7 separate regions of the Mus musculus genome follow, and regions 1, 2, 3, 4, 5 and 6 are each linked to region 7. A link is a contact called in public HiChIP or PLAC-seq and promoter capture Hi-C data. All regions are on one chromosome and are shown on one strand. Each heading gives the region's core, a stretch centred on a gene start, on an enhancer-like site or on the middle of the called end of the contact. The rest is flanking DNA. Distances are from core to core; before and after follow the strand shown. Region 1 holds the start of Pmvk (phosphomevalonate kinase). Region 2 holds the start of Trim46 (tripartite motif-containing 46). Region 3 holds the start of Mtx1 (metaxin 1). Region 4 holds the start of Cks1b (CDC28 protein kinase 1b). Region 5 holds the start of Clk2 (CDC-like kinase 2). Region 6 holds the start of 4632404H12Rik (RIKEN cDNA 4632404H12 gene). Region 7 holds the start of Hdgf (heparin binding growth factor).

Region 1 (4,063 bases), core at 564-3,063, 1.6 Mb before region 7:
GTGAACTCCCAGCAGCCGAACCCCATCCATCGTCTAGGCTTCCGGCTGTTCTTCTGCCTATGTGTGGAGCTAAGAACAAGTAAAGTTTAGACACCGATGGTGATTATTTAGTGGTAAAGGTTTGGGGTAAGAACCTCAGCCCAGGGCTCCCCTGAACCTCTTGGAATGGCTGTGGTACCTCACACGTGGTGTCCTGACCACCTTGCCCTTGGAGAGGAGCCCCAGCATTCTCTCTCCCCCTTCTCTGCTTTCCCAGCCCAAGTTTCCAGAAGAAAACAAAAAACAGTGTTTCCTAGAATATTTTCTTATCACTTAAGAAAAATAAAAGGCTGGGGGAAAGGCGAGCCTCAGAAGCCTGACAGTCTTAGCTCAACCCCGAGAACCATGCTTTCTTAAAAGCTGAAGATGGGCCAAGTGTGGTGGCACATGCCTTTAATCCCAGTGCTGCTCTTCTTACAGACCAAGGCTCTATTCCCAGCACCCACATGAAGGCTCACAACCATCTGTAACTCCAGTTCTGGGGATCACCTGCCCTCTTCTGGCTTCCAAGAACACTCGCACACACCAAGGCACAAACCCACACCCATCACATAAACACATCTTTGAAAATAAATATCTAGAAAGGAAGGACAGAATGAGTGAATGGTGTTTCCAGGCAGGGCAGAGTGAGTGAACGGTGTCTCCAGGCAGGCCAAGCTGAATTTAAATCCTGAGTTTGCTACTTTATAACCCTAGCAAATTTAAAAATTTTAATACTAAAAATTCACCATGTTGTCCACTCTGGCCTTGAACTCCTACATGTATGAGCTCTCCCTGCTGCTGGACCACACACACACACACACACACACACAGAGACACACACACACAGAGACACACACACAGACACACACACACACAGACACACACACACAGAGACACACACACACACACCAGGTTTTAGCTCCTAAGGGCCCCTGCTTCTGCATCTGTGACATGGGATTGCTAATACCACTATTTGGTAAAGAAGCTAAATAGGTTAAATGAGATGATATAGACGCACAACACCTGGCATAGAATATTCCATAAATTCCTGCCATTGCAGGGTGTTCTGGGCAGATTCTCTTTGCAGCAGACACACTCAGGACGTGGTCTTGAAAAAAAACCTTTACAGTCTTGTTAGTCTCCTTATCTAGGCCAGTTACCTCAGACCACAATCATCAAACAGGAATGGCACGTTGAAGGTGCCAGCATAGTAATAGTAGTAATTCATGTTTCTTGAAGGCAGAGCTACATCTTCATAGATCTGCAGTGGCAGTCCCCTAGTTCTTTGAGGGAGATTTGTGCAGGCTGCTGTTTTACTGACCGTGAGGGTCTGCCTTCCCCTGCCCTGTCATCCTGTCCCTCCTTGCCCTCCACGAGCTCCCTCCATAAAGCCCTCCATCACTTGCGGTAGCGCCCTTCCTCGGTTTCCCTGCACCCGCGGACACCTGCTCTTCAGCCTCTCGGTCACGAAGTCCTTCCCGGATTTTCTCTTCCCGCTAAACAGCAGCACCAGACGCGGGGAGGCTCCGAGCGGGGCCATGGTGCCACCAAGCTTCACCAGGCCTAAAGCTGACACTTCGGACCCCTGAAATGCAGCCAAGCACGAAGTGGACCCGCTCAGTAGAAGCAAAAAGGAGGAGGGATCCCACTCCTTCTCCACACTACACAGCCCACATCGAAACCAGCGCGCAGAGAATGGGCGTAGAAACTGGAAGGGAAAGAGCCTTGCAGCCTAGTATCTAAGTACCTTTCCCGCCCCCCCCCGCCCTCCCCCCCCTGCGCAGCACGCACTTAGAACAGTCCACGCCCGCCCAGATGTGACGTCATGGCCCCGCCTTCTCGGCTGACAAGGTGAGCCGAGAGTGACGCTGGAAAGACTAGCCTCAAGTTCCCTTCTACACAACCGGCCAAACATAAAGATAAAGAAAAATAGTAATGTTGAAGGCATTTTCAAATCTGCCTTTTAATTTGTACGTTATAACTCATGCTCTAAAGCAAATATGTGTTTGCCCCGCACTAAAAATAGCTCTTTCCAAAGAAGTAACCAGACAATGACATGATAGGGTGTGTTTCTTGACGTCATAGCGAGGGAGGGGTTTAATGAACAGTATGCTATTTCACTGTTGAAAAGGTTTTGTAACTGCTGAAGCCTCCAGCTGGAACTAAGTGATCTTTTCTTTAGCCGCATACTCCTCTCCAAAGCTTTTCAGAATCTCGAAAAAGAACATTGGTGACATTAGTAACTTAGGTTAAGGAGTTTTGACGCCACTCTGAACAAGATTACCCAATTTCCTCCGGAGACCAACATCCAGCCAGAAGTTGAGAGGCAAAACTAAGAGTGTTCTGACACCTACTTACTGTTATCTGTAGATATAAATTGCTGTCCTACATTTTTCTAAGCTTATCAAAATAAAGCCTGCAGCCTATGACTGCCTCCAGTGTATAAGACTGCAAAGTCTTGTGAAAACCAAAGTGAAACGTAAAGAAACTCTTAGGAAAATCATTTCTTTGCGTATTCGAAAGAGGCTTCGGCGAAGAGATGACTCCGCAGCTAAGAGCACTGGCTGCCCTTGCTGAACACCCACCTAGCCGCTCATAACCAGCTGGAACTGCAGTTCCAGAGGACCTAAAGCCCTCCCTTAGCCTCTGTGGGAACTGCATGCACGAGGTACACAGACATACGGGCAAAACACATAAATCATTTTAAAATAAAGAACAGGAGTGGTCAGGTACAGAAAGAGTGGACCGGGGAGGATCGCCAGAACTGAGGATGTCTGTCTGTTGATAGAGCCTCTGCCTAAGCCTAGGTTTGAGGGCCAGCACTGAATAAACTAGGTTTAGTGGCAAGTGCCAGCCAGCACTGGAAATGGAAGCAGACAAATTCCAGGCCAGCCTGGGCCATAAAATAAAATAAAATAAAATAAAATAAAATAAAGAGAAGGAAGTGAGAGGCTTGGTAAACAGAGGAAAGCAGAACTGTACAACAAAATACTTTGTAAACTTTAAAGTATCCACTCACAGCAGACTGTTTGTTTTAAGCACTGTGATTTCACAGTTTGTAAGTCAGCACATTGTCCCACCTCTGTGCAATAAATATTTCTCTGGGTCCCACCGAAAGCTGGCTCTCACCAGGCCAACGAAGCCTATATAGGGTGAAGTCACTTGTGGCCTCCTGCTCACTAAGCCCTCACTCAAAAGAAATCAGAACTTCCACCCAGAATTCTGAACCTGCCTGACATAACTCACCCCTTCCTTCAGCCCCACCCTGGAATCAAATTTCCCTGGAATTCTAGTCCCAATCACAAAACTTCCGAATGTATTTGCCTAAGCCAGGCAATGGTGGCACACATTCTTGATCTCAGCACTCAGGAGTCAGAGGCAGGAAGATCTCTGAGTTCGAAGCCACAGGGTGATTCATAGCCATCTGTAACTCCAGTTCCAGGGAATCTTGACAGCCTCTTCTGGCCTCCATAGGCACTGCGTGTATATGGTGCACTAATATACGTGCAGGCAAAACACTCACATACATAAAATTAAGTAAGGGGCTGAGAGACTTGTATCAAGGTCTAGACCTCTAAATGATGAAATTAGCTCCATCTGGTTCCAAAACCAGATGTTTTCCAGTCCAGAGTATGAACATTTCCCATCCTGGATATACCTGCCCAGCCCCTTCCCTCTGCTTCTTACCCCAAACTGCATTCCATGCTTTCCTCAGATGCTCAAAAGCATACCAAGTGCTATCAAAGGCAGGGCCAGGAACAATGTGGGTGGAGTCGGGTGGTGTCTCGAATGACTGATCAAGAAGTGAAGGAAAGAATGGGTGCTCCATGGGGGAGACCAGGAGGCCAGGACTTCCCCCTAAGTTAGAGGGGACCTCTATGGATGCATATACCCAAGACTAGGACTGCACAACCACATACCCAATTGCTCAAGGTCCTGGGGCAGCTCCTAGAGGCCCCTTCTTCCCCCTGCCTCCCTCCCAGACCCTCCCACCTGCAGTCCGACCCGCTGCTGCCACCGTGTGGTCACAACCATACTTCTC
Region 2 (3,936 bases), core at 330-2,829, 1.3 Mb before region 7:
GTGGGCTTGGTTTTGCTTTCTTCTCTCACAGGGACAAAGAACACCTTCTCCTGGATGCCTATCAGACATCAGCCCAGGCTTGACTGTTCACTTGAAACCTGTCCTGAGAGCAGACCAGGTTGGCCTTTTTCTTTCTTTTCCTCTCCCTCCCCTCCCCTCCCCTCCCCCCTTTTTGTGCTTCTCTTCCAGCTCCAATAAAATGCTTAATCTGAAAGCATCTTCTGTCTTCAAGATTGTGTTAAGCAAATGTATTTCTCCTTTATCATCTAAGCACAGGGAAATTCGGCATCATGTTTGGGAGAGGTTTAAAAAAAAAAGAGTCCAGTTAACTATTGAGTTTCACTTACTCTCAGGGAAGATTTTTGCTTGGAAGCCTTTACCAAAGACCAGATTCTCCAGATTATTGAAGGCCTGGGTGATGTAATTAAGGAGAAACTCACGCAACAAGATAGGAAGTAGAGGGACTGCAAAGCCCTTGCCACCCACTCCCGCCCATGTTCTGTTCATACACCCCCGCCTCCCCTTCCAGCGCGAGGAAGATACAGTCAGGGAGAAGACGAAAAGGCCGGAGCCCAGCAGGCCCCCCTGAATGGTGAGCCACTCGGTGGAGGCCAGCTGGCGGCTGTAGATCTGCATGCCAGCGAAGAGCAGCAGGGACAGGAGGGAGGACAGCGCCAAGGAGGTCCCGGTACCGACTACTATAAATGAGAAAAAGAGTCAGGCTAAGATTCAGGCAGATTCACTCCGGAGCTTGGCTCACCAACCACTTCCAAGTGACCCAGCCCCCACCCCACAGCGACCTCCAGGAACCACCCGGCCCTGCACACCCAAGTTCCCGCCTGTCCGGAGGAAATGCTAGTTCCCAGGACACGTCAGCTTTACCGAGGCTACGGAGAAAAGAGGACCACCCCAACGCCCACTCCCGCTAGAGCAGCCCGGGCATCCCGCCGGTGCGGTTACCCATCACGCCCCGTCCGTGGTCCAATCCGTGTCCCTGGAGAAAGAGGGGAGCCAAAGCCGGCGCGGTTGTCTGTACGCAGGCGTCGGGGCCAACGTGGACTTGCTTTACTTCTTCCTCTACGCGCCTTGGGTGCAGCGCCCTCTTGTGGCAAGGAGGAAATAATGCTTCTAAGAGCATTCTAGGCCACCGCCCTGCTTGGTCTCCAGCCTTCTGTAGCCAAGGCATCTGCTGTCTCTCTGGACAAGCTGCACTCATCTTTCAGTCATGATCCCATGGCCTAGAGTCACCTGTGCCTTCATTGCTATTCATGTCATCTCCCGTACAACTTCCTCAGACCTCCCTGACCCACTATAATTGCCTCAACAACTCCCGAAGATATGTGCCACCCAAGATGTAGCACCGTCCACCTGGAGTTGTTCTTCTGAAACGAGCTTCGTGCTTTATGTGAGTAGTATGACCAGGAATCGATGCAAGCTTCTAATAGGAGGAATGGTTCCTACCTCAAATACCCTCCATGTTACCCACCCCCTAGACCGCCTTTGGAGAACCACGTGGGAAGAACTATTTCCCACCCCCTACCTCGACGGACGCAGTTCGAAGCTAGTCCCTGGAGCATGCGCAGTGACATCTCACCCTCCCCACCCCTCCCTTCACCCCACCCGGCTCCTGCATTAAGCCCCGGGTTCGCAGCAGCAGCCAGGATCGGGCACCCGGGGGCGGGCGGGCACAGTAGGGCCATGGCTGAGGGTGAGGATATGCAGACCTTCACTTCCATCATGGATGCACTAGTCCGCATCAGTGTGAGTTAAGGTGGGGTCAAGGGGAAGGGAGGGGATGTAAAGGGTCGGGGCAAGCCAGACCCTTGAACAGGTGGGGGTCCAGGAAGAATATGGATTATAGAGAAGGGATTAGTTAAGACAGAAATGACTGGGAGGGCGGAGACGCAAGTGTGGAGGGATCCTGGGGACAGCCGAGTGGTGAGACTCCCGTTTGCTGGGGTGTAGGCAGCGAGAAGCTGCCCGGACCCAGCGGGTAGGCTTGGGGTAGCTGCCAGGCGTGCACCAGGGCTATGAGAAGGGGCATGTGTGAGCTTGGATGTTTTCCAAGAAACTGAGGACAGGTGTGGCGGGGGGTGGGGTGGGGTGATGAAAAAACCGCTCCTGGGTGCAGTTCCCAATTTGGACCCCTCCCGACCACCCCCCCTACCGCCCCCAACCCCCCCCCCCGCTAGCTGCCGTGCAGCCTCCCGTTGCCATGGTAACCCGTGCCCGTCTCTCCCAGAGGCGGTGCCAACCCTGCTCCCCCCCACCACTTCCTTCCCCCTCCCTCCCTCTCCCTCCCTCCTTTGTGTCAGCTGCGCCCCTGACCGGGATGGCTGCGAAGAGAGGGACCAAGGTGAGGTGTGGGGGTGGGGAATAGCCAGAAGACCCCTCACCAAAAGGGGGAGGGATACTTCCGGTGGGGAGGGGGCAGGTAGGCGGGGCGCTCCTTCCTCCCCCACCCTAGATTGAGCAAAGGGTTGAAACAGGCCGAATTTCTCCACCAGACTGGGTCTGATAGCTCTAGTATAGAAGGCAAAGAGAGATGGGTTGATTTGGGGAGACTGGAAGAAATAGAATTGAAGAATGGAGGATGGGTGCTGGGGCGCCGGCCAGTGCCCAGCCGGTTCAGAGAGCTAGCGCACCCTGGCCGCGGGGAGCAGTCATGCGTCTAAGGGTTGCTAGAGAAAGGGGCGGGGGACAACACCCAGCTGTAGAATGGGTGGTGCCCTTGAAATAAATGCTATTAATCCAGAGATGGAGGGATGGAGACAGGTGAGGCGGGAGGACTGCCTGCCAGCACTGCTGCAGCGGGAGTGATGGGGGTGGGGCGCGATGGTGGGGGAGGCCAGAGCTCCAACTGTACCTTCTTGGTGGACCTTAAGCTCCCCAAGAGGGGCGCTGAAGCAGGAGACAGAGAGCTGGGGAGGTGTGTGAACCAACGAAGGCGGGTACTGGGCCAAAGCAGTAGGTAGCTTGTGCTGCCCTTCCTGGCAGCCAAGGGACCGGGCTGAGATTTGCCCAAGTGTCCTAGCTCTCACACAACCTCCTGGTCCCTCCACAGACAAGCATGAAGAACATGGAGAAGGAACTGCTGTGCCCAGTGTGCCAAGAGATGTACAAGCAGCCACTAGTGCTGCCTTGTACCCACAACGTGTGCCAGGCCTGTGCCCGGGAGGTTTTGGGCCAGCAGGGGTACATAGGCCATGGTGGGGATCCGAGTTCGGAGCCCACTTCTCCTGCTTCCACCCCTTCTACCCGCAGCCCCCGCCTCTCTCGGAGAACTCTCCCCAAGCCAGATCGCTTGGACCGGCTCCTTAAGTCAGGTGGGGCTGGGGCCTGTGGGATGGGGTGGGGATGTAGAAAGATGGAAGAGGGTCAGGGGCATCTGTCTGTCATTCTGGGGTGGAGCTTCTTACTGCTTGTCTGAAATTCTAATGAGAGCTGATCTCTGGCGCAATGAAATTAATTCCACGTTTTAATTGATCAGATGTCACCCACCCCAGCCAGCTGTAATTCTCACCTGTGCCTCCTGGGTCCATCTACAGGCTTTGGGACATACCCTGGGCGGAAGCGTGGTGCCTTGCACCCCCAGACGATCCTATTCCCGTGCCCAGCCTGCCAAGGCGATGTGGAGCTGGGGGAGAGGGGCCTTTCCGGGCTTTTCCGAAACCTGACCCTAGAGCGAGTGGTGGAGAGGTACCGCCAGAGTGTGAGTGTGGGAGGAGCCATCCTGTGCCAGTTGTGCAAGCCCCCACCACTAGAGGCCACCAAGGGCTGCACAGAGTGTCGAGCTACCTTCTGTAACGAATGCTTCAAGCTCTTCCACCCCTGGGGCACTCAGAAGGCGCAGCATGAGCCCACGCTACCCACTCTTTCATTCCGCCCCAAGGTGAGCCAGTTCTTGCGGGGGTCTGAAGTGGGAGGGGCTACAGT
Region 3 (3,992 bases), core at 605-3,104, 1.3 Mb before region 7:
TGGGCCATCCCCCCACCAGACCTCCGGGAGAGTTCAAGCTGCCCAATCCCCACCCCCGCCCTATCTTTTAGAAACCAAGAGCCAGAGTAAAGGGGGGGGGAACCAAGCCCAGGGTCCCCCACCGTGCAGTCACCATCAATCAAGCTGCTTGCCCAGACTATCCTGTTGATGCTCTGAGACTAACTCTGTCGTGGAGTCCTCCTGGATCCATCCTGGTCTCAGTGCCTGACACTGCACCAATCTGCACTCACCCACCACTCTGGTGCCCACCCCTCCTACATTATCACCAACCCTTCACTCTTCGCAGTGTTAACTTTTCTCTCCAACCCATTTCAGGACTCTTCCCTCTCTCTCAAACTCACATGTGGTCTGTTATTTGCCTGGGGGCAAAAGAAAGGAGACAAAGAGGTGTCAAGGGGGATGAATGCAGGCTTACCCTGAAGGTCCTGACTGCCACACGTGTAAGAGCAGAGGAGGAGGAGAGCCAGGACACCCCAAAGTTCCGGCTTCTCCATGCCGCTTAGCCGGTTCACTACCCCTGGCAGGCAAGGCGACTGGGAGGGAAAAAGACTAGGCGGAGAGCAGGAGCAGGAGGGGGGCGGAGGGACTGAGGAGCGAGCTGGGGGGTTGGGGGGGAGCAGGCGGGTAGGGGGGGGGGTTGAAACAAAGAGCTGCCAATCACCTTGGAGGCATCACCGGCTCCCGAAACCAGAGGCACTGGGAAAGAGTCCCAGAGCTTTCCTTGCCTCCTGCTCCACCATAATGATTTTCCTCAAAGATGCTTCCCTTTAGCCTGACATCTGGTTCTTGGGAGCTTTCAACTTAACAGCGCTACCAAATGCTACTGTTCTCTGCAAGCAGTGGTTGGAAAAGTCAGAATCCCCTGCCTTGGGCAATTCTAGGTTCTAGGCATTATTTCACGGTTGGCGGAAATGGATGTCAGTGGACCATCCTTTGCTACAGTGCCTAGAAGACTACGTACGACACGAGGCTTATTGATGTGGCACAGCAAAAAAAAAAAAAATTTTTTTATTACGGTGTGTTGCGTCCCTGACATGTGCCCATTCCTCCATTTCCCCTCACTCTTGGGAAAATAGAAATCTGGAAGCACCGACGAGAACTTGATGGCTTTCTAAGACATCAGAAAGGGGAAAGCATCACCAGAGGCTAGAGCCATAAACTAGAAGACAGGAGCGAGGATGGGACTGGGGAACACTGGATACCGCGGGATGGCCCTGTCCGGGGTGAACCCGAGGGGAGCTGGGGACCGACCAGGAGTTCCCGTTACGAAGGCAACTGCCCGCGAGCCGCACCTCCCCTTCCCCCACTCAGGCCCCAGCCGGGCCTCAGCTCGGGCGCCGCCACCGCCCCTGTTTTGTTTCCATGGCGACAGGCAGCGCGAGGCCCTCTCCAAACATAACGCGCAGTGGAAAACATGCGGCTCGGGGGACCCCCCCGCGGCGTCCGCTCAGGGCTGAGACCTGAGAGGGCCCGGGGTTGTCGGGGCCATGTGCAGTTTGGCAAGTGCCCCCAGAGACCGACAAGCCGCACCAGATGCCCCTCTCCCAAGCCCTCCGTGTCGCCGGCGGTTCGTGGCTACGCTCGGCAGAGGCGCCGCGAAAGTCCCAAGCGCGTCTGGACGGCGGCCCTGCTCCCTTACGGGGGCCGCCTCAGGACGAGCCCGCGGCGCTCCCCAGAAGGCCGATGCCCCACCTCTCACAGCCCCGCCGCGGCTCAGGCCGCCAAGAGCCACGCCTCCCCAGACCCCAAAGCCCCGGCGGCCAGGGAGGCGGGGACCAGGGGCGGTTCCTGGCGAGAGAAGGCCGACGCATACGAGAAGGTGCTTCCGGGTCAGAGAGCGTACAAGATGGCGGCGCCCATGGAGCTGTTCTGCTGGTCAGGGGGCTGGGGATTGCCGTCGGTGGACCTGGATAGTCTGGCCGTGCTGGTGAGGGCTCATGCACCTGTCCTCTGATCTCTGGAGAGCCGGAGTGGGTGCTCGAGCTTTGCCGAGAACCGAGACGCATGCGTCTTGAGAGAAACTGAGGCAGTCGAAGGCCGATGTGGGCTCCGCGCCTTACGTCCGGATTTCCTAGGATCGATTTGTGTAGCAGTGGAAGTAGGCTTGGTCAGGGCTTCAGAAGATGGGTTTAGACCTTGCCTATCCATTTATTGGCTGGGTGACCTTGGGATAACCCCTTCTGGACGATCTCTTCTTTTTCCGCTATGAATCCATTGAATCTCGTTTTCGTAGACCAGACAGCCCCACAGCCAGACTGTGTAGGAAGACCTTTAGAACTAGGCAGACTTGCTTCTCTTCATTCAACGTCTTCGGGATTGCAAAAAACATTTATTATGCCTCTTAGAGTAAAAAACATTCCCTTGCAATACGATTTTGACCCTTGTATTGAAATTGTTAACAGAAAGGCAAACATGTAAGCAAATAATGAAACGATCACGTGTATTGATGTAAAGTAGAAACAGAATACAGAGACTGTCAAAGTAAATCAGTACTTCCAGGAAGAGGGAAGTTAATTAGGAAAAGCTTTTGTGAATAGGCTTTACAGTGTAGATGGCATAAGGGTAGAAATCTTTTCCTAATGTTTAATCTTGGAAATGGACATATAAACATGTCCATGAACTGTCTGGTCTAGTTTGCCCATTTGTAAATAGGAATGACACCCTCTTTCCGCCTCTCCTTTTGGTATAAAAGTATAGACCATAGAACATAATTTACTGAGTCACGGATTCTTTTCTTGGTTTCTTTATGAAGCCATACCCTGGCCTCTCTACCGTCTGCTTCCTTCCCTGCAGACCTATACCAGATTTACAGGCGCCCCACTGAAGATACACAAGACCAGCAATCCTTGGCAGAGCCCTTCAGGTATCCCTGAGGGACAGGAATGTGCCAGGGGAGGAGCAGGGGACAGGAATGCAATGCAAATGAGTATGACTAGGCAAGCTGGACCCTGTGAGTATACTTCTTTCTCAATATCAGGAACTCTGCCTGCTCTTCGAACCAGTGATGGGAAAGTCATTACAGTGCCACACAAGATCATCACCCATCTTCGTAAAGAGGTAGGTGACTTGAGTGGGGGCTGACAATGGAGGAAATCCAGTCCGTGAAGTGTAACTTATTTATTGGCCACCAGACACAGGCCAGGCAAGAGCAGTGTGATCCAGAGCAGGGAGGAGCAGCATGGGGGATGCAGTGTGACTGTGACAAGCAGTTGGCCAGATAGTGAACTTAAGGGGCTGTGGGGTGGGATAAGCGGAGAAATCAAATGGGCAGGGAGGAAGAGAAATACACAGGCTGATGACACATGGAAAATAAAGAAGAGTAGAGAACAGCAGTTGGTTTCCGGGTAGACCTGAAAGGAATTTCTAATATAAACCGTCATGGTGGTACACGCATATAATCCCAGCACTTGGTAGAAGTGGGATGATCAGAAATTTAAAATCATCTTTGGCTACATAGTGTGTTTGGGGCCAGCCTGGAAGACATAAGAACCCCTCTCAAAAAAGAAAAAAGTCACTGGGCAGTGGTGGCACACATCTTTAATCTGAACACCTAGAAGGCAGAGGCAGGCAGATCTCTGTAGTTGAAAGTCAGCCTGCTCTATAGAGTGAGTTCCAGGCCAGAACTGTCAAAGAAAGGAGTAAAAGTCGGGGGAGAGAGAGAGAGAGAAAAAAACCACAAAGATTTCTAAGGACTATTTCTCTTCTCAAGTGCTAAGTTATGCTAGATACAGGACTCAGGATGGACAAAGCTTCGTGCCAGGTTTGGATGATTAAGAATTACGAGAGAGTAGAGGCCTTGGCTCTGTTATTCTGTCATTGACTATGACGTTGGACAGGTGATTTAACTTCTCAAAGTAATGAACTATTTGTTTTGTAAGCATTTATTTCTCTTGCTTTGGGGTGTGTGTGTGTGTGTGAGCACATGCCGTGGCACACTTGGGGAGGTCCTTGGACAGCTTGGTAGACTAAGT
Region 4 (3,649 bases), core at 169-2,668, 1.5 Mb before region 7:
GCAAGTGGGGCCAGGATGAATGCCAAACTAGAATATCTGGATAGGGGGAGGGGTCTTGTAAAAACAGCGGAAAGGACGAGAACCTCTACTCCTGTCTCCAAAACAGTTTTTCTTTTGACAGCAGGAAAACTTTGACTCCCGTTAGGCTCACACAAACCAATGCTTAGTCCAATCCAGGCATGGGAAGGTGCCATCTATGGCTGTCTTTGGGATGGGGTCTCAAAGGAGTCAAGAGTCTCCTTTCCTTCATCCACTCTCCAGCTGTAAACGAAATTCAGTCCCTTCGACTTAATTCACTCTCGAAGGTTACGGGGGTGGGCGAAGAGGGGAGAGGGGCGACGCTGCTAATAAGCTCACTCCTTACAACCACAAATTTCAACCCCCCACCTTATGGAGCACCAGAGCTCAGGAGAATTAAGCCCAAAGCTTAAAACAAGGAGAGGGATATAGAAGCGGATGAAACGTCAGGCATTTAAGACCTGGGTTTTGCGGCACTGACCCAAGCCCAAGAGGAAGGAGAATCCTGAGGGGACAAGGTCCCTAAACAGGGAGTACGGCACATTCCCAGGATCGGACGTGGACAGTGGAAGGGGCGGGTCCCAAAGGGGCGGGGTCCCAAAGAGGCGTCACTTCTACAAAGTCACATCGGTCTTTCAAAAGCACGGTTTTCCCTCTTTTGGAAGCCAGGCAATGGATAGACTGGGTTCAACCGAGAATCCTGAAGAGGCAGACTCAGAGAGAGAACAAGGAAGACTAATCATATGGTGCTGGGAAACACGTCTGGGGGTGCGATTCCCAGGAAAGTAAGACCACAGGGTGTGGTCGCGATCATAAGAGACAAGTCGGGGTTCAGGGAGCCCCTTGAAGTAGGAAGGTGGGACTTCCGGAGAGGGGTCTCGGGGGCGGGACTTATACAGCAAGACCGGAAGTAGGGTCCTGGGAGAGGGGTTCCGGGGTGGAAGAGGAGTTGGTCGCCACAGAAAGAAAGTCTAGACTTACCAGGGTCTCATGGAGTCTCCGCACCGCACCGCGGGCCGATCTGGTTCCGGATCACGCAACTGTCTGCTTAAGTCACCGCCCCAACTTTCACCCCAGCCTGGGCCTCCCCAGACAAACTTTATTACACTCACTTCCGGCCTCACTAACCCCTGACCCCCTACCTCGCTGTCCCTCCTTTACCCGTCTGCTTTCCAAAGTTGGCCAATGGCTGCGCCAGCAGGCTCAAGGGGCGCAGTGAGAGCCAATGAGAATCCTAGTTTGACCCAGCTCATTCTTCAGAAACCTGAGCACAGCACTCCATTTACGACTTGAAGAGACGCCAAAGCAAGCCAATCGAGGACTTCAAAATGGAGCTGTCCCGCCTTCGGCCGCAGAGACCAATAGGAAGTGCGGGCGGTGTGTTTGAAAGCGAGGCCAAAGAGGGTGGGAGCGCGTGCTGCTGGGAGTTGTCTGGAGGCCTGCGGCGCGGGGCTGAGCGCCCTCGGACAGAGCAATCATGTCCCACAAACAAATCTACTATTCGGACAAATACGACGACGAGGAGTTCGAATACCGGTTAGTGCCGGCGCGGGGACTACAGACAAAAGAGAGCACGCGAGGAGTTAGTTACCTAGGCCGGAGTGGGAGGCGGGGGATGGGGGCGGGGGACAGTGTAGAACGGGCGCGTGCGCAAGGAATTACCGGGGAGTGGGGTGGGGGTGGGATTGGGTACAGCAGCAAAGCACATGCGCAAAAGGTGGACGGAGGATGTAAAACAATGAAAGGGAACTTAGAGTTGGCCGGCTGTTAAATTGAAGCGTCTTGTAGCTCTGATCAGTTTTACCTCTGGGAATTCACATCACTAAAGCAACTTTGTTGTGGCGATTTCCCTAATAGGAACTGCTCGCGTTACTGAAATCTCAAAGTCTGCTGGGAGAAAGAAGGTAGCCCGTGCAGAACTGAAAGTTTCATGCTCTTGATGAAAGGACGGTTCTAAGAGAGCCTCAGTGTTGGTGGTTTTTAGTTTATAAAAAAGATGAGTAGTTGTCAGCCTTGTTTTAGATAGGCTTTTACAGGACTTGGAGTGGCATGAAGACTGTGGCCGTGGGTAGATACCTTTCAAATACTTGATCATTCATGGCGCGCATAGAGGTTTCAAGTGTTTTCTGTTAAGGTGCAAGATAAGCTGGTACGGTAGCTCACATCTTTAATCTCAGCATTCTGGAAGCTGAGGCTGCAGGATTGTCATAGGGTCCAGCCCAGATCACACTACAGATGGAACCTTGTCTCAAGTGTAAAGTACTCAGCTGTTTTCCACGTCTGTAACAATGTTACACTTACAGCATTTGCATGGCTGGAGAAATGAGTGGCTTCATCTCTGGGAAGCTGTAACTCCAGCTTAGCCTTGGCATTTTTGTTTAAAGGAGGGGTTTGTTTGGGTTTCTTTTTTTTTTTTCTTTTTTTTCTTTTTTTTCTTTTTTTTTTTTTTTTTTTGGTTCTGTGTATCGAAGTCACAGTTAGAATGGAAGCTCTTTTCTGACATTTGGACAACAATGGGGTGGGGCTCTTGTTATTATCACAAAGGAAGAAGCATTTAGTACATCTTCACTGAGCATGATAAAGTAAATCTACTTGGGGTAGCCTGAGTCAAGTCAGGTAATTTTTTGCCATAAACTTATGTTTGGGAAAGCTTGGGATTTTCCAAGTATCATAGCACATCCCTTAGAAGTATGAACATTTGCATGTTTGTCTTCATACCTGTTCCGTAAAAGGCCTTTCCACACAGTCCTAGAGTAGGTAACCAGCTAGAGGCCTGTGAGGCCTGTGATCAAAGGAGAAACAAATATCGTCAGTATCTCATACCCAGGAGTCACACATCAAATTGCTCATTTGTGGTTTTAATAACTCTTATGAAAGTGGTGAAAACCCATGGTGTTTTTATTTTGGTTTTGCTTTCTTTCTTGTTTTTGTTTGTTGTTGTTTCGTTGTGGTTGTGGTTGTTTGGTTTTGTGTTTTTGAGACAGGGTTCATCTGCTGCTGTGGTTGTCCTGGAACTTGCCCTGTAGACCAGGCTGGCCTCAACTGAGACCCACCTGCCTCTGCCTCCTGAGTGCGGGGATTAAAGGAGTGCCCACACTGGGCTAGTTACTTATTTTCACAGATTCTCTGTAGCGCAGGATAGCCTGAAACTCCCGGTCATGCTGCCATATCCCCGAGTGCCAGAATCATGGCACGTGTGCCACACTCCGCTCTCAGTATGTAGGTCAGTGTCTGGCAGACTGACAGCTCTGACACAGTCCTCACTCACATCCCCATGTTTCTGTTACAGGCATGTCATGTTGCCCAAGGACATAGCCAAGCTGGTCCCGAAAACCCATCTGATGTCTGAATCTGAATGGAGGAACCTCGGCGTTCAGCAGAGTCAGGGATGGGTCCACTATATGATCCATGAACCAGGTCAGTGAAATGTAGGGAGATTACAGAGCAGAGCAGTAGAGGGAGGAGGGCGTCAGTCATTGGAGGGGACTCTTTTTAAAGCCACATATATCCTGGTGATGGCCCCTGCAAATCACTGGATCTGTTCCAGATAAGCAAAGACAGTTAATTCTATTGTAACACTTCTGTGCGTGGCAGAAAGGGCAGGCTCTCGGGCTGTGTGCACCTGCATGCT
Region 5 (4,260 bases), core at 1,381-3,880, 1.3 Mb before region 7:
GCCCAAAGTAGCCTTGAGCTCATAATCCCCCTCCCCTCCCATCCCAGGTGTCCACCACCAACACCCCCTCCCTTTCTTTGCAATGGCAGGAAGTGAACCCCAAACCAAATCCATGTCAGGCACATTCGTCCATACCTAGGCCCTTGGCCTTCAACCAGCTGCTGAGCCCACTGGCCTCATCATGTAACGTAACCAGTGACCTGCAATCAGTCTCTCTTACCTTCGGGACCGAACGTGGTAGCTGTCCTCCCTCCGCCGCCGCCTTGTCCGGTCACTGCTACTTGACCAGGAGCGACTTCTTCTTCGCTTATGCTTTCGGCTCTGATAGTGTTCGTGGTAACTCCCCCGGCTACCTCGCTCTGAGGAATGGTACCTTCGGGGATGGGGCATCTGGAGAGGAAGGAGAGGCAGAATGGTAGGAACACTGAGTTTTCATAACCGTTCTCGTGGAATGCCTCTTCTAAAGACGCAAAGCTGCTTTCTGTCCCTACGCCCTTCAGCACACAAACGCCTCGCTTCTTTTCCTGGTAATAGTCTTCCCTTCATGGACTATACAGCCACCTACAAATTTTGGCTGAAAACTCAAGAAAGTCAAATTCAGTTGCTCTACCTCAAACAAGGCTCCATGAAGACCTTCTGGTCTGAGCCACAGTTCACGACAGGTGACAAGTGTGTGGCTGATAAATATTGCCACAGTTCATCTCTGCTGCCATCTAACATGCGCAGCTGTGCCATCCTGAGTGCTTCACAAGCAAACAAAATAAAGCTTTAGTTTACATGGTTGTTTTAGTTATTAACAGCTCATCTTCTCTCCCCCACTAGACTAGGAGTGTCACAGGGCAGTCATTCAGCCTCCCAGGATTTTACAGATAACTGGCAGCAAACACCAACAAGTTCCAGAGATCAGGATGTGGTCCCACAAATGTCTCTCACATGCCTGGCCAAATTTTTCACACAGTTGTAAAACAGCACAAGGGAAGTGTGTCCATCTGTATGTCCCCAGCACCACTGGATTTATTAAGCAGGAAATAACTGCACTTTTCCTTTTCTTTTGGGTTTGAGGCAGGGTTTCTCTATGTCGCCCTGGCTGTTTGGAAATTGATTTTGTAGACCAGGCTGGCCTGGAACTCACAGAGATCCACCTGCCTATGCCTTCCAAACACTGAGATTCAAAGGGTGTTCCGCTGCCCCAGTCCTTTTCTTTCTCTCTTTCCTTTATTGAGACAAGGTTCTATTATGTAACCCTGGCTGGGCTAAACTTACTAAGCATATCTGGCAGAATTTGAACTCAGAGATCTTGTTAGTGTCTGCCTCCTGAGTGCTGGTATGAACGACTTGCAAAACCACACTTGACATATCCTAAGCTGGTGTCGATTTTGATATGTAGCCTAGGATGGCCACGAATATTTTCTGATATTAGTTCAGTTCCAAGTGCAAAAATTACAGATGGCTGGGGCTTACAAAGGCTGGAGATCAACCCAGGGCTTCATGCAAGCTAAGTGACCCCCACCATATCAACTGAACTATATCCCTAGCCTACTAAGTACTTCTTAATTAGTATCAGTAATACTTGGCCGGCAGCTGGGCCTCCATTAAATGAAACTGGACTAGTTAGGGTTCATGAGTCCTGTTTTGGTCAAAGGGGAAAATCAGAGCAAAATCACTGTCATATCCAGCAATACGATGAGCCTCGGGGGCAGTCTTGGCCCAGGACATGAGGTCTGTAGGTTTGACTCCAACATCTGGTCACCATTCTCGGCCGCTTCCTCACAACCTTCTTAAGGAAAGTGAGCCTATGGTACACTGGCCTAAAGTGGCTGACAGGAAACCAAGAAGATGCAAGCACGAGGCTTTCCCAGGTAACCCTATCTTGATTAACTTAACATAAATGCAATCTCACTTTGGACACCAACCAACAAAGCCACTGCGTTCTTTCCTAGAAAAGCATATCTAGCCTAACTTTCTTAACTTCTAAACCCTGTTTCTTCCTTGCTTACTCAGAGAAGCTAGAATAATTTCCTAGCCTCAAACTCTTCCTCTACACTGCCATCTTAACACTTTTCGGATCGTATTAAACCCTTGGTCCAACTTTTGCACGACTGGGACCGCTCCGGTGTCTACCTCATCACTTCTAAGGCTTTTCCAAGTTTACTATAGGTCTTGCTGCTACACCGAAACACGTCGACCTCCCTCCCTCTCATCTCGCTACTCTGCTGCTTCGAGAGCCCGACACTCCTAATTTCTCCATATCCCGTTGCCGTCCGTCTGGCGGTAGCCATCTTTCCGCGGCCCCAAGGTCCGCCAGCCCGCGCGCTCACCGTTCTGGCGGCGAGGCCCGTGCGCTTGTCCCACAGGAAGTCCGTGATGGCGGCGGCACTGCGGCCGGAGTCCCGGCACCCCCGCGGCGACGAAGTGCGGTTCCACCCCCCAACCCGGGGCCCTGGGACCTCCCGCCCCGTTCCCGGGCTCTGCTCCAGTCCCGCCCGCCCGGGCTCCGTCCCCGCCCCCAGGATCCGCTCGGCGCCTCTCGCACCGCCCCCGCCCGGGGCCCGATCCCAGCTCGGTCTCCGGCTCTGGCCTCTCCGCTCCGCCGCCGCCGCCGCCGTGAGCGAGCACGCACGCACAGACGCACGCACGTCCTGCGTCACTTCCCAGCCTCTGATGGGCTCCGCCCCCCGACACCGGGCCCTTCGGGCCAGTGAGCCGCTTCCCCTGCGCCTTCCAGAGTTAGAGAAGCGGTGGGTGCGCCTCTTGGTTCGGGTCTCGAGGCGCTCGGAGCTTGTCACGTGTTTGTTGAGTCTCTAGGTCTTTTTATCCTTTCCCATGACACCTTCCTCTTGCTCTTCACCAGAAGACAATTTGTGGCTTATTTAATATTGGCTGTTTTAAAGGATTGTTAGTTATTTACATTGTATCGCTATTGAGCAAACGACTCCAGTGAGGTTTTGTGAAGTCTGGTTCTTCAAACAAAACTTGAAAATATATACCCTCCTGCTTCCGAACGCCAGCAAAGAAAGGTTCCCTCTTTGTTCTGCACAAAAGTATTTCATGTTTGGGGCAGGTGCACAGACATAGAGGAAGGAGAATCGGACGCCGTTGTGTTTTAACTAATCTGTATTAAGTATAAATTTACCGAATCATCTTCCTTTCTTTTTAGATTTACCTTAAATTATTTTTGTTTCTGTAGAAGGGTATGTGCATTTCAGTTCAGGTTTTCATGAGGCCTGAAGAAGGGGCCAGTCAGATCCTCTGGAGCTGAAGTTACAGGCAATTGAGGGCTTACCATTGTGGATGCTGGATCTGCCAGAAGATTGCACTCTTAACCACGGAACCATCTATCTCTCCAGCTTCAGTTTACTAAATAGTACAAAAGAAGAAGGAGAAGAAGAAGAAAACGAAAAGGAAGAAGCAGCAGCTAAACATGGTGGTTCATGCTCATAATCTCAGCTCTTAGACGACTGAGGCAGGATTATTTGGAGGAGCTCAAGGCCCGCATGGGCTGCAGTGTGAGACTGTTTCAAAATCAAACCAGCTCAGGATGTGGCTTAGTTGGTGGAGTACTTGCCTTTTGCCCAGAATGCCCTGGCAAGAGAGCCATACATACAACCTATACACGTAACCAATCCCAGGACATAGGAGGTGAAGGCAGGAGGATCCAGGTTATTTCTTCCTTCCTTCCTTTTTTTTTTTTTTTTTTTTTTTTTTTTTTTACTTCAGTTTTTTGAGACAGGGTTTCTCTGTGTAGCTCTGGTTGTCCTGGAACTCACTCTATAGACCAGGCTGGCCTTGAACTCAGAAATCCACCTGCCTCTGCCTCCCAAGTGCTGGGATTAAAGGCGTGCGCCACCACTGCTGGGAAATCAAGGTTATTTTTGCTATATAATGAATTTAAAGCCAGCCTGAGTACACTGATAACCTGTCTCAAAAACAAAGGTTTGGTTTTGTTTTATCTTTTGTTTTGTTTTTTGTTCTTGTTGTTGTTGTTGAGGGGCTGGAGAGATAAGTTAGCAGTTATGAGCACTGGTTGCTCCTCCAAAGGACCTGTATTAGTTCCCAACCAACCCCCACATGGTGACTCATGTGCCCTGTGACTCCAGTTTCAGGCCATTCAACATTCTTCTAGTATCCTCAGGCATTTCATGCATGTAGTGTACAGACATACATGCAAGCCAAAATATTCAATGCACATAAGAAAATACAAATAAATAAATGTTTTTTAAAAAAAAAGGAGAAAAACAACACTATTTGAAGGTCCTAGGA
Region 6 (3,764 bases), core at 110-2,609, 1.9 Mb before region 7:
GGGAGCGATGGCACTGCTGCCGCTCAAAACACACATTGCTGTCACCACCAGAAAAGGTGACAGTCACCTAGGATAAGCAGATGTGACCCCAGGAGTGGGGAGGAAGTGGCAAAGCTGCTACGAGCCAAGGCAAAAAGAGGAATTAAAGGTTAGTTACACCAGAGTTAGTAAGAGGAGATCCAACGTGGGGTCAATGAACGGCACTATTCTTTAGTGAAATTCAGGGAGCAAAGAGGGGTTGTACGAGGGATGCCTAGGCAGGGAGCCTACAGGTGGGTACATATAAGTGGAAAGAACTACTGAGAAGGGTCATTATGGAACCGGGCTGAGTTCCAGGCTACGTCCTTCCAGCACAGGCCTGGAATCTTATTAGAGTTGGGGTGGGGAGAAGAATGGGTCATTTCTAGGTGACATGGTAAAGTTGTGGAGGAGTAAGCAGAAGGAGCCAAAATCATAAAACCTGAGGTGTGGGTGGATTCATAGGAGGAGGTGGTTGAGGGGCCACATGTCCCGATGTCCCTTGCTCTCAGGGGTCAACAGTAGAGACTGTGACTGCACCACAGAACCTCAAGCTGAAGAAACAAGTGTAGCCTGGAGAGAAGGAGCCAAGCACCAAGAGGGGGGCTCTGGCCTCCGGGTCCTTCGAGAGCAGGAGGTTGTATGGTGTGATTTCGATCACCAGACAAGGGACCCCCAGCGTGGCGCAAGCGAGGTCCTCACCGTGATGTTGCAGTGGATGCGGACGGGGTCCCCCGGCACCGATCCCCGGGAGGGGAGATGGGGTCCGGGCGCAGCCCCGGCCCCGGCCCCTCCGGCTCCGGCCAGCAGGAACTCGCAGCTCAGCTCGTCCAGGCAGGCGCTGGCAATGCGGAAGCGCTCGTGGCCGCGGTGGAAGATGGACTCGAGCAGCTTCAGCTCCCGCCTCAGGCAGGGCCCTGGCCCCGGGCCCCCTCCCGGGCCGCCCCCGGCCCCCGGCGCCGCCCCCTGGACCCCCAGTTGCTGCCCCGGCCCCGGCTGCTGCTGCCCCTGCGGCTGCGGCTGCTGCATCCTCCGCTCCGCTCCGCTCCGGGGCCGGCGGGCCGGGAGCCTCCGGCCTCCGCTCCGGGCTCCGCCGCCGCCGCGGTCCGCACTTCCTGATCCCCCCTTCGCCAAGATGGCGCCGCCGCCACCTCCGGGACAGGCCCCCTCCGCTCGCCGGCCCACCCCCCCCACGGCCGCCGGAAGCCGCGCGCCCCTCCCCCTCCGCGGCGGCCCCGCCTCCGGCCTCACGTGACCTCTGAGCTCCGGCCCCCGGCACGTGATCCGCGCGTCTTTCCCGCCCCCCGGCCCGCGCCTGTCACCCTCCACATGTGACCCTAGGCCCTCGCCTCGCTGCTCGAAGCGCTTCCGTGCGTGTACGTGCGTCGTGCGTGACCGTGCACCGGGGGGCCTTTGCCAGCGCTTCCCTGTCACATGGCCGGCGTCTCTTGTCACGTGGCCGGTGCCTGTGTTCCCAGGGGCTCCCCGCGCGGGACTCTGGCTTCCTGCTTGCGTCCCGCGGCCCCCGCGTGCGGCGCATGGCCGTGTCTGTCCTGTATTCCCATGGGGGTCGTCGGGCCGGGTCACCGGCCTCCGCGTCTGCGGCGGGAAGGCGCCTTTCGCTACGGTCGGAGAAACGGACTTGGATCTCCCTGCGGTTCCTCTATGGTGTGTGACCTTGGGTTATCTACGCTCCTGGGGAGCCTCAGTTTCTCCATCACAACAATGGCACTGTACAAGACGGGGAGGCCTCTTTAGCCTGTTCCCAAAGGCTCTGTGCAGGGATACTGAAGTATCGAGTATGGTCGCTGGTCAGCTACGTCTGAGGGGACAGATGGTGCGGCTTCCTCCACAGAATCACAGGGCTTCGTTATGTGTGAGTGCAGAGTACTAAGCTAGGGGTTGCATAGACGACACCCACGCCTACCTGCTATTCTTCTTCCCACCTCGTCGCACTGATCCTGAACGGGGCTTGAAGTTTGCGGCAGTACCTCGTCGTTCCCACTAGGTGGCACTATCACAAAGGACAACGGAGGGTCCTGAAACCCAGAGCTGCAAACTGGCAGGTGCCAGGATGTTGTAAGGCCTGATGGGTTTGGGACCAATTCATCATGTGAGCCGTTGGCCCGTCTACCGTCACCACCTCTATGTTTTTTGGAAGCTGACTGTACCTTGGTGCTGGGCTACTGATTCACTCAGTGATGTTAGCAGAAAGCTTTACTAGGCCAAGTTTAACTCCGTATGTTTTAAGAAATTCGTGTTCTTTGAGCCTGGGGGGATGAGTGTGGGTGTGTGGGTGGGGCTGGTTTTTCTAATGACCAGAGCAGCCTGAACATTTAGCTGCATACCATCTTTGTGCCTATGTCCACAAGCTGGAAGCATAAAATACTAGGGTAAGCCAGTCCTAGCAGAACAGGGTTGTAGTCGCAACTATCTAGGAGAGTCAGAAGGCCAAGGCCTACCTGGATAACTTAGTAAACTCCTTTCTCGGCCAAATAACTAATAAATAAGGGCTGAGGGTGTGGTAGAATGCTTGCTTAGCTAGTAGAAGCTCCAAATTTGACACCCTCCCCCATCATCACACACAAAAAGAGTAATTGTAAAAAGTCTAATTTATCAAGCATTCCCCAAGCCAGGAATACTAAGCAAATATTTCTAACCCTTAACACCATTGCAAGGTGAGTGCTTTAACCTGTATTTTACAGATAAAGGTCAGGATGTATAGATACTGAGCAGAACTTCTAAGTCTGTCTCCACGTCCTTTACCCTGTTCTGTCTGCTTGCCTGCTTCCTTTATTGTTATTGTCAGGGTCTTGCTATATAGTCCAGGCTGGCCTGAATCTTATTCTCTTGTCTTAGCTTCCCAGTGCTTAACTTATAGGCACACATGCACCACCTTGCTCAACTCCCCTATTCTACTAGCCCCACACACTTCCTTTTAGAACTTTTCACAGATCACATGACCTTTAGCCCTTACCCAAGGAACTGGAACTTTAGGTCTTCCATGTCCCCAACCCCATATACAAGTTTTAAATGTATACATTTACTTATTGTCCTGAAGATTGAGCCCAGGGCCTCATCCATGCTATGCTTTGTCATTGAGAAACCCAGAAGTCAAGGTCAGTGGGGCATGGTGCCTTCTATTGCTACTTCACTCAGCATCTCAGCTCTTTTGGTTGCTGCTAAGCTTCATGTAAAATCATACCTAAGATAATTGGGCATGAGTGTGGTTGCCATCTGAACTGGAAATGAAGTAGATATATTTATTTAGTGAATGCAGAGGCAAGTGATTAAAAACAACCTACCCTCATGGAATTCATATTAAGGAAAATAGAAATTATAAAACCAGAATCTACAAAACAAACTGCCTTGTTAAATGTGGGAAATGGACAAATATTTACTGAGCACCTACTGTGTATGATACACTGAAGAAACAGCATTAAATGAAACAGATTCAGTCCTTATTTTCTCAACCTGACAGGAAATCAGACACTTGGGCCAGTCAGATGCCACACAAGCCTAGTGTCTTGAGTTTAATAATGTTAGGTACCCAAAAAAGTAGAAGAGCATAGACTCCACAAAGCTGTCCTCTGATTTTCACACACCATGCCATGGCCTTTGCCCCTCCTAACAATAAATACAAACTAAGCAAAGCAGACATTTAATGCACAGAGACACACTCAGGCACTGACTTTTAGCTGTAGTAAGTGCCTCAGAGGGGAAGACTAGCCATCTGGAAAGGAGTT
Region 7 (3,658 bases), core at 491-2,990:
CAGTCAGGCCCTCGAGGCCCTCTAAGCTTCTGGAAAGAGTCTGGCCTCTCTCTCTCTGCACTGCACTCCCAGGCCAGACCCAGGCCTTACTTGACCCATTTTAAAGTTTCAGTGAGCAAGGCTCAGGCAAGTAGGATTGAACACACTCCTTGGGATGGAGGGAGAGAGAGAGAATATGGAGGGCCACTTGAGTTTTCTCAAAGATCAAGGTGTCCTGACACCCTGAATAGGAACGAAGACAGCATGGAGCCTCAGAGTCGTACTGAGCCAGATGAACAGTCAGCCATACTGTAAAATTCACAAGGCAATCCTGCCTGAGACCCCTCCCTCCAGGCCTTTCTGCCCGAGGATTTCTTTTACACAAGTTCCACACCCTAAGGGGCTGAGTCATGCCCTCACTCGGTATCAAGGGCCCCCTCTACAATCGTTTTGAAAAATTCCCAGAAGCAACCCTCCCCCCAACACACACACACACACACACACACACACACACCTTTTCCTGGGAGGGAAGGTGATAAACACAGCAGGCTTTCTGCCCCACCCTCCCACCTGGCCAGGTGCTGGAATGGGGAAGGCCCTACTCTTGGCGGGTTCAAACAACCACATGGCTGACACCGGCCTCCCTGACTGGAGACGCTCACTAATGGGAAGCCGAGGAAACTCCAGCGTCCCACAATCCCCCACACCGCGCTAAGGTCGTCTGTACTGGATTTCCCAAAGCACACGGGGGCCCTGCTGCCTCCAGTTCCAAGTCTGAGCTGGAGGCATATGGAGGGATGTTCTTGTAGAGCTGGGGGCTAAATCGGTTATGGCAGAGTCACCAGGCCAGGCAAGACCATTTTTAAGTAAGTCGTCCCCAAACATTTCACGACCCTCCCAACTTCAGAGTTCCTACCAAAATGCTCCAAGAAAGTTTGTGAGTCGCCAACTCTACATCCACCTAACCCTCTGTGAACTGAGACCCCTCGCACCCGTTCGTCCAGCCAGAGAAACCTGAACTGGAGGCAACTATCAATGGAGACTCAGGGCTCAAGCGGGGCTCCGAGAAGGGGTTGGGATTCGCGGCGAAAGAAGCGACACACCATCGGGCCGCTCCCCCCCCCCCCCCCGCCACCGTGAGCCCGAAGCCTCGGCCGCTGTGACGGAGGGGTGAGGGCGAACTGAGCACGCGGCGCTGCCCGCCAGGTGCCGGCCGCGATCGCCTCCGTTATGTAAGCGGTGGTGGGCTCCCGCCAGCCAGAACAGGCCTGGCACCCCTGCCCCTACGCCCGCTCCGCGCTCGGCGGCCGTGCCCTCCCGAGCGTTATGCAACCCGCAGCAGGGCCCGCGACGGCCGCGCCACTCACCCGGGCCGGCCAGTGTGGGTATCCTTTCATCTTCGCAAACACCAGGTCTCCGCACTTGTACTCTTTCTGCCGGTTGGATCGCGACATGGCGGGGCCGCGGGCGCCCCGGGCTCCGCGCCGAGCCGGGAAGCGCGAGCCCAAGTTTGCGCGTGCGGCGGTTGCGGCGCCGCTGCGCTCCGGCCCTCGCGCGGCCCCCGCCTCGATGCCGGCCCCCGACGCGAGCTCCGGGGCAGCCACGGCGTCTGCGCCCGCGCGCCGCTCGGACAGGGCCGGGCGCGGTGGGCAACACACGGCTCCGGGAGCGCTAGCTCGTGTGGTTGTTTGTGTTTGAAATTCAATTGCTCCCTCCTCGGCGCGAGCGAGGCCGCTTCCTCCACCCCCCGCGGCCCACTCCTCCCCTCGCGCTCCCGCCCGCGGCGGTTCGATGCGCGCAGCCAATCGACGCCTACAGCCTGCCCCGGCCTCACACCCAACCTGGAGGCCGCCAGGCGGGGCTCAGAGGCACAGGCTTGAAGAGCCGAGTGCCGAGCGCGCCGAGCGGGCTTTGTGTGCGGGCGGGTGGTGGGTGCCAGCCCAAAAGGAGCTGGCGCCCGCTGGACAGGCTGCACGTGCCCCTCCCCGGGCTCCTCTGAATGCCCTGGCCAGGCGGGGCCTACTGTGGCCTGCCTTGCGCTCTGTCCCCCCTACCACGTGCCATGTCCCAACCCACGTATTTGCTCTGCGCCTCTGACTTCTAACTAGTTAGACCGCCAAGGCAAGAGGTGTACCCCACACACTCCACGTGCTTCTGTTGGTGGCGGTATAAGAGTTCGAGTCCTACCATTTCAGTCTACTCTAAATTAACAGCTGTATCTGGACTATCACCAATTACCCTCACTAGAATAAGGAGGTCCTAAACGATAAAGACAGTTGGATACCACTAAATCTAGTTTGGAGATATATAGTATTAATTTGAAGACTGTATTTGGCCTGGGTTATATTCTAAGGAATGATGTGCGCAAAACTTGATCTCAGATCTCAAACCAAACAAGATTTTGTTGTAATTACATCTCTGTGCAATGGGTTTTTTGTTGTTTATATCTAATTGTTTTATATCTTATTTTTATTGAGACAGTCTTTTTTTTTTATTTTTTTTTATTTTTCAAGACAGGGTTTCTCTGTGCAGTCCTGGCTGTCCTGGAACTCACTCTGACTGACCTCAAACTCAGAAATCCGCCTGCCTCTGCCTCCCAAGTGCTGGGATTACAGAAGTGTGCCACCACTGCCGGGGGAGACAGTCTTAGTATGTAGCCCTGGCTGGCTGGCCTGCATACTCTCTTTTTAAAGAGATTTGAAGGTTTCTGGTTTTTGTTTGTTTGTTTTTGGTTTTTCAAGGCAGGGTTTCTCTGTGTAGCCCTGGCTGTCCTGAAACTCATGTAGACCAGGCTGGCCTCAAACTCAGAGATCCACTTGCCTCTCCCTCTTAAACGGGTGCACCACCACTGCCCAGCAGATTTGAAGGTTTTTTTTAATATTTATTTATTCATTTATTATTTGTAAGACACTGTAGCTGTCTTCAGACACTCCAGAAGAGGGCCTCAGATTTCATTAGGGATGGTTGTGAGCCACCATGTATGAGTTCAAATGGTCCACAAACAGCTGGGATTTGAACTCAGGACCATTGGAAGAGCAGTAGGCACTCTTAACCACTGAGCCATCTCACCAGCTCAGATTTGAAGTTTTTATTTGTGTTTGTGAATGCATGCTACATGTGTGGTGTGCAGAAGAGAGTGTCAGATCCCCTGAGGCTGGAGTCGCAGGTCATTGTGAGCCCATTCACATGGGTTCAGGGAACTGAACTTGAGTCTCCTGGAAGAGCAGCAACTGACCACCTCTTCAACCCTAATCACAAATTCTTTAAAAAGTTTAATGATGCCTGGCGTGGTGGCACACGCCTTTAACCCCAGCACTCAGGAGGCAGAGGCAGGCAGATTTCTGAGTTCAAGGCCAGCCTGGTCTACAAAGTGAGTTCCAGGACAGCCAGGGCTATACAGAGAAACCCTGTCTCGAAAAACCAAAAAAAAAAAAAAAAAAAAGTTTAATGAGTTTTTTTTTGTGTCCTATAAGTATGAAATTTTACATGTTTTTAAACTCAAATCATGCACATTCCAATTTAATTAAAACTGAGGGTCCTACCCTCTTCTCCACTTGGCTAAAAGGTATCAGTAAGACTTCTAAGTTATTATTACTTTAGTGTAGAATAGAGTTTATTTAGGGCATGGGGAGGGGAGTTGAGGGGGTAGTAGAGACAGAGAAAGGCAGAGTGGGTAGAG

Evidence for each region. Promoter capture Hi-C pulls out the DNA fragments that hold promoters and counts their contacts. HiChIP or PLAC-seq counts read pairs in DNA pulled down with a chosen protein or histone mark.
Region 1: a promoter capture Hi-C map of pre-B cells shows a contact between it and region 7, with 2.9 times the contacts expected there. The contact joins the promoter of Pmvk here to the promoter of Hdgf in region 7.
Region 2: a contact with region 7 is called in a FOXA1 HiChIP or PLAC-seq map of pancreatic cancer cells. The contact joins the promoter of Trim46 here to the promoter of Hdgf in region 7. A contact is called at or near these places in 2 of 39 promoter capture datasets (neural stem cells and pre-B cells) and 1 of 115 datasets of contacts at active chromatin or transcription factors (pancreatic cancer cells).
Region 3: a contact with region 7 is called in a promoter capture Hi-C map of the HPC-7 cell line. The contact joins the promoter of Mtx1 here to the promoter of Hdgf in region 7. A contact is called at or near these places in 2 of 39 promoter capture datasets (the HPC-7 cell line and pre-B cells), 1 of 484 Hi-C or Micro-C datasets (B cells) and 1 of 9 other capture datasets (adipose tissue).
Region 4: a promoter capture Hi-C map of hematopoietic stem and progenitor cells shows a contact between it and region 7, with 5 times the contacts expected there. The contact joins the promoter of Cks1b here to the promoter of Hdgf in region 7. A contact is called at or near these places in 5 of 39 promoter capture datasets (erythroid cells, hematopoietic stem and progenitor cells, liver and 1 more) and 1 of 9 other capture datasets (liver).
Region 5: a contact with region 7 is called in a promoter capture Hi-C map of pre-B cells, with 2.9 times the contacts expected there. The contact joins the promoter of Clk2 here to the promoter of Hdgf in region 7. A contact is called at or near these places in 2 of 39 promoter capture datasets (liver and pre-B cells).
Region 6: a contact with region 7 is called in a promoter capture Hi-C map of pre-B cells, with 5 times the contacts expected there. The contact joins the promoter of 4632404H12Rik here to the promoter of Hdgf in region 7. A contact is called at or near these places in 4 of 39 promoter capture datasets (hippocampal neurons, liver and pre-B cells) and 1 of 115 datasets of contacts at active chromatin or transcription factors (pancreatic cancer cells).

The regions. Positions count from the first base shown.
Region 1 is chr3:89,456,868-89,460,930 of GRCm38.p6, reverse strand. It overlaps Pmvk (phosphomevalonate kinase), which reads right to left and starts at 1,813. Exons shown (of 5, transcript NM_026784.3): 1 at 1,467-1,813. The coding sequence starts at 1,561.
Region 2 is chr3:89,243,540-89,247,475 of GRCm38.p6, reverse strand. Trim46 (tripartite motif-containing 46) reads left to right here and starts at 1,579. Exons shown (of 10, transcript NM_183037.2): 1 at 1,579-1,761; 2 at 3,065-3,326; 3 at 3,549-3,892. The coding sequence starts at 1,699. Krtcap2 (keratinocyte associated protein 2) reads right to left here and starts at 1,038. Exons shown (of 5, transcript NM_025327.3): 1 at 961-1,038; 2 at 544-698; 3 at 348-411. The coding sequence starts at 964.
Region 3 is chr3:89,211,769-89,215,760 of GRCm38.p6, reverse strand. It overlaps Mtx1 (metaxin 1), which reads left to right and starts at 1,854. Exons shown (of 8, transcript NM_013604.3): 1 at 1,854-1,948; 2 at 2,815-2,884; 3 at 2,999-3,078. The coding sequence starts at 1,868. Thbs3 (thrombospondin 3) reads right to left here and starts at 581. Exons shown (of 23, transcript NM_013691.3): 1 at 437-581. The coding sequence starts at 515.
Region 4 is chr3:89,416,060-89,419,708 of GRCm38.p6, reverse strand. Cks1b (CDC28 protein kinase 1b) reads left to right here and starts at 1,418. Exons shown (of 3, transcript NM_016904.1): 1 at 1,418-1,554; 2 at 3,308-3,435. The coding sequence starts at 1,496. It also overlaps a transcript of Shc1 not described here.
Region 5 is chr3:89,163,165-89,167,424 of GRCm38.p6, reverse strand. Clk2 (CDC-like kinase 2) reads right to left here and starts at 2,630. Exons shown (of 13, transcript NM_007712.4): 1 at 2,319-2,630; 2 at 221-390. The coding sequence starts at 390. It overlaps Gm45927 (predicted gene, 45927), which reads right to left and starts at 2,630. Exons shown (of 19, transcript NM_001310017.1): 1 at 2,319-2,630; 2 at 221-390.
Region 6 is chr3:89,770,995-89,774,758 of GRCm38.p6, reverse strand. It overlaps 4632404H12Rik (RIKEN cDNA 4632404H12 gene), which reads left to right and starts at 1,359. Exons shown (of 2, transcript NR_130957.1): 1 at 1,359-2,257. It overlaps Ube2q1 (ubiquitin-conjugating enzyme E2Q family member 1), which reads right to left and starts at 1,150. Exons shown (of 13, transcript NM_027315.4): 1 at 721-1,150. The coding sequence starts at 1,047.
Region 7 is chr3:87,904,403-87,908,060 of GRCm38.p6, reverse strand. Hdgf (heparin binding growth factor) reads right to left here and starts at 1,740. Exons shown (of 6, transcript NM_008231.4): 1 at 1,347-1,740. The coding sequence starts at 1,433.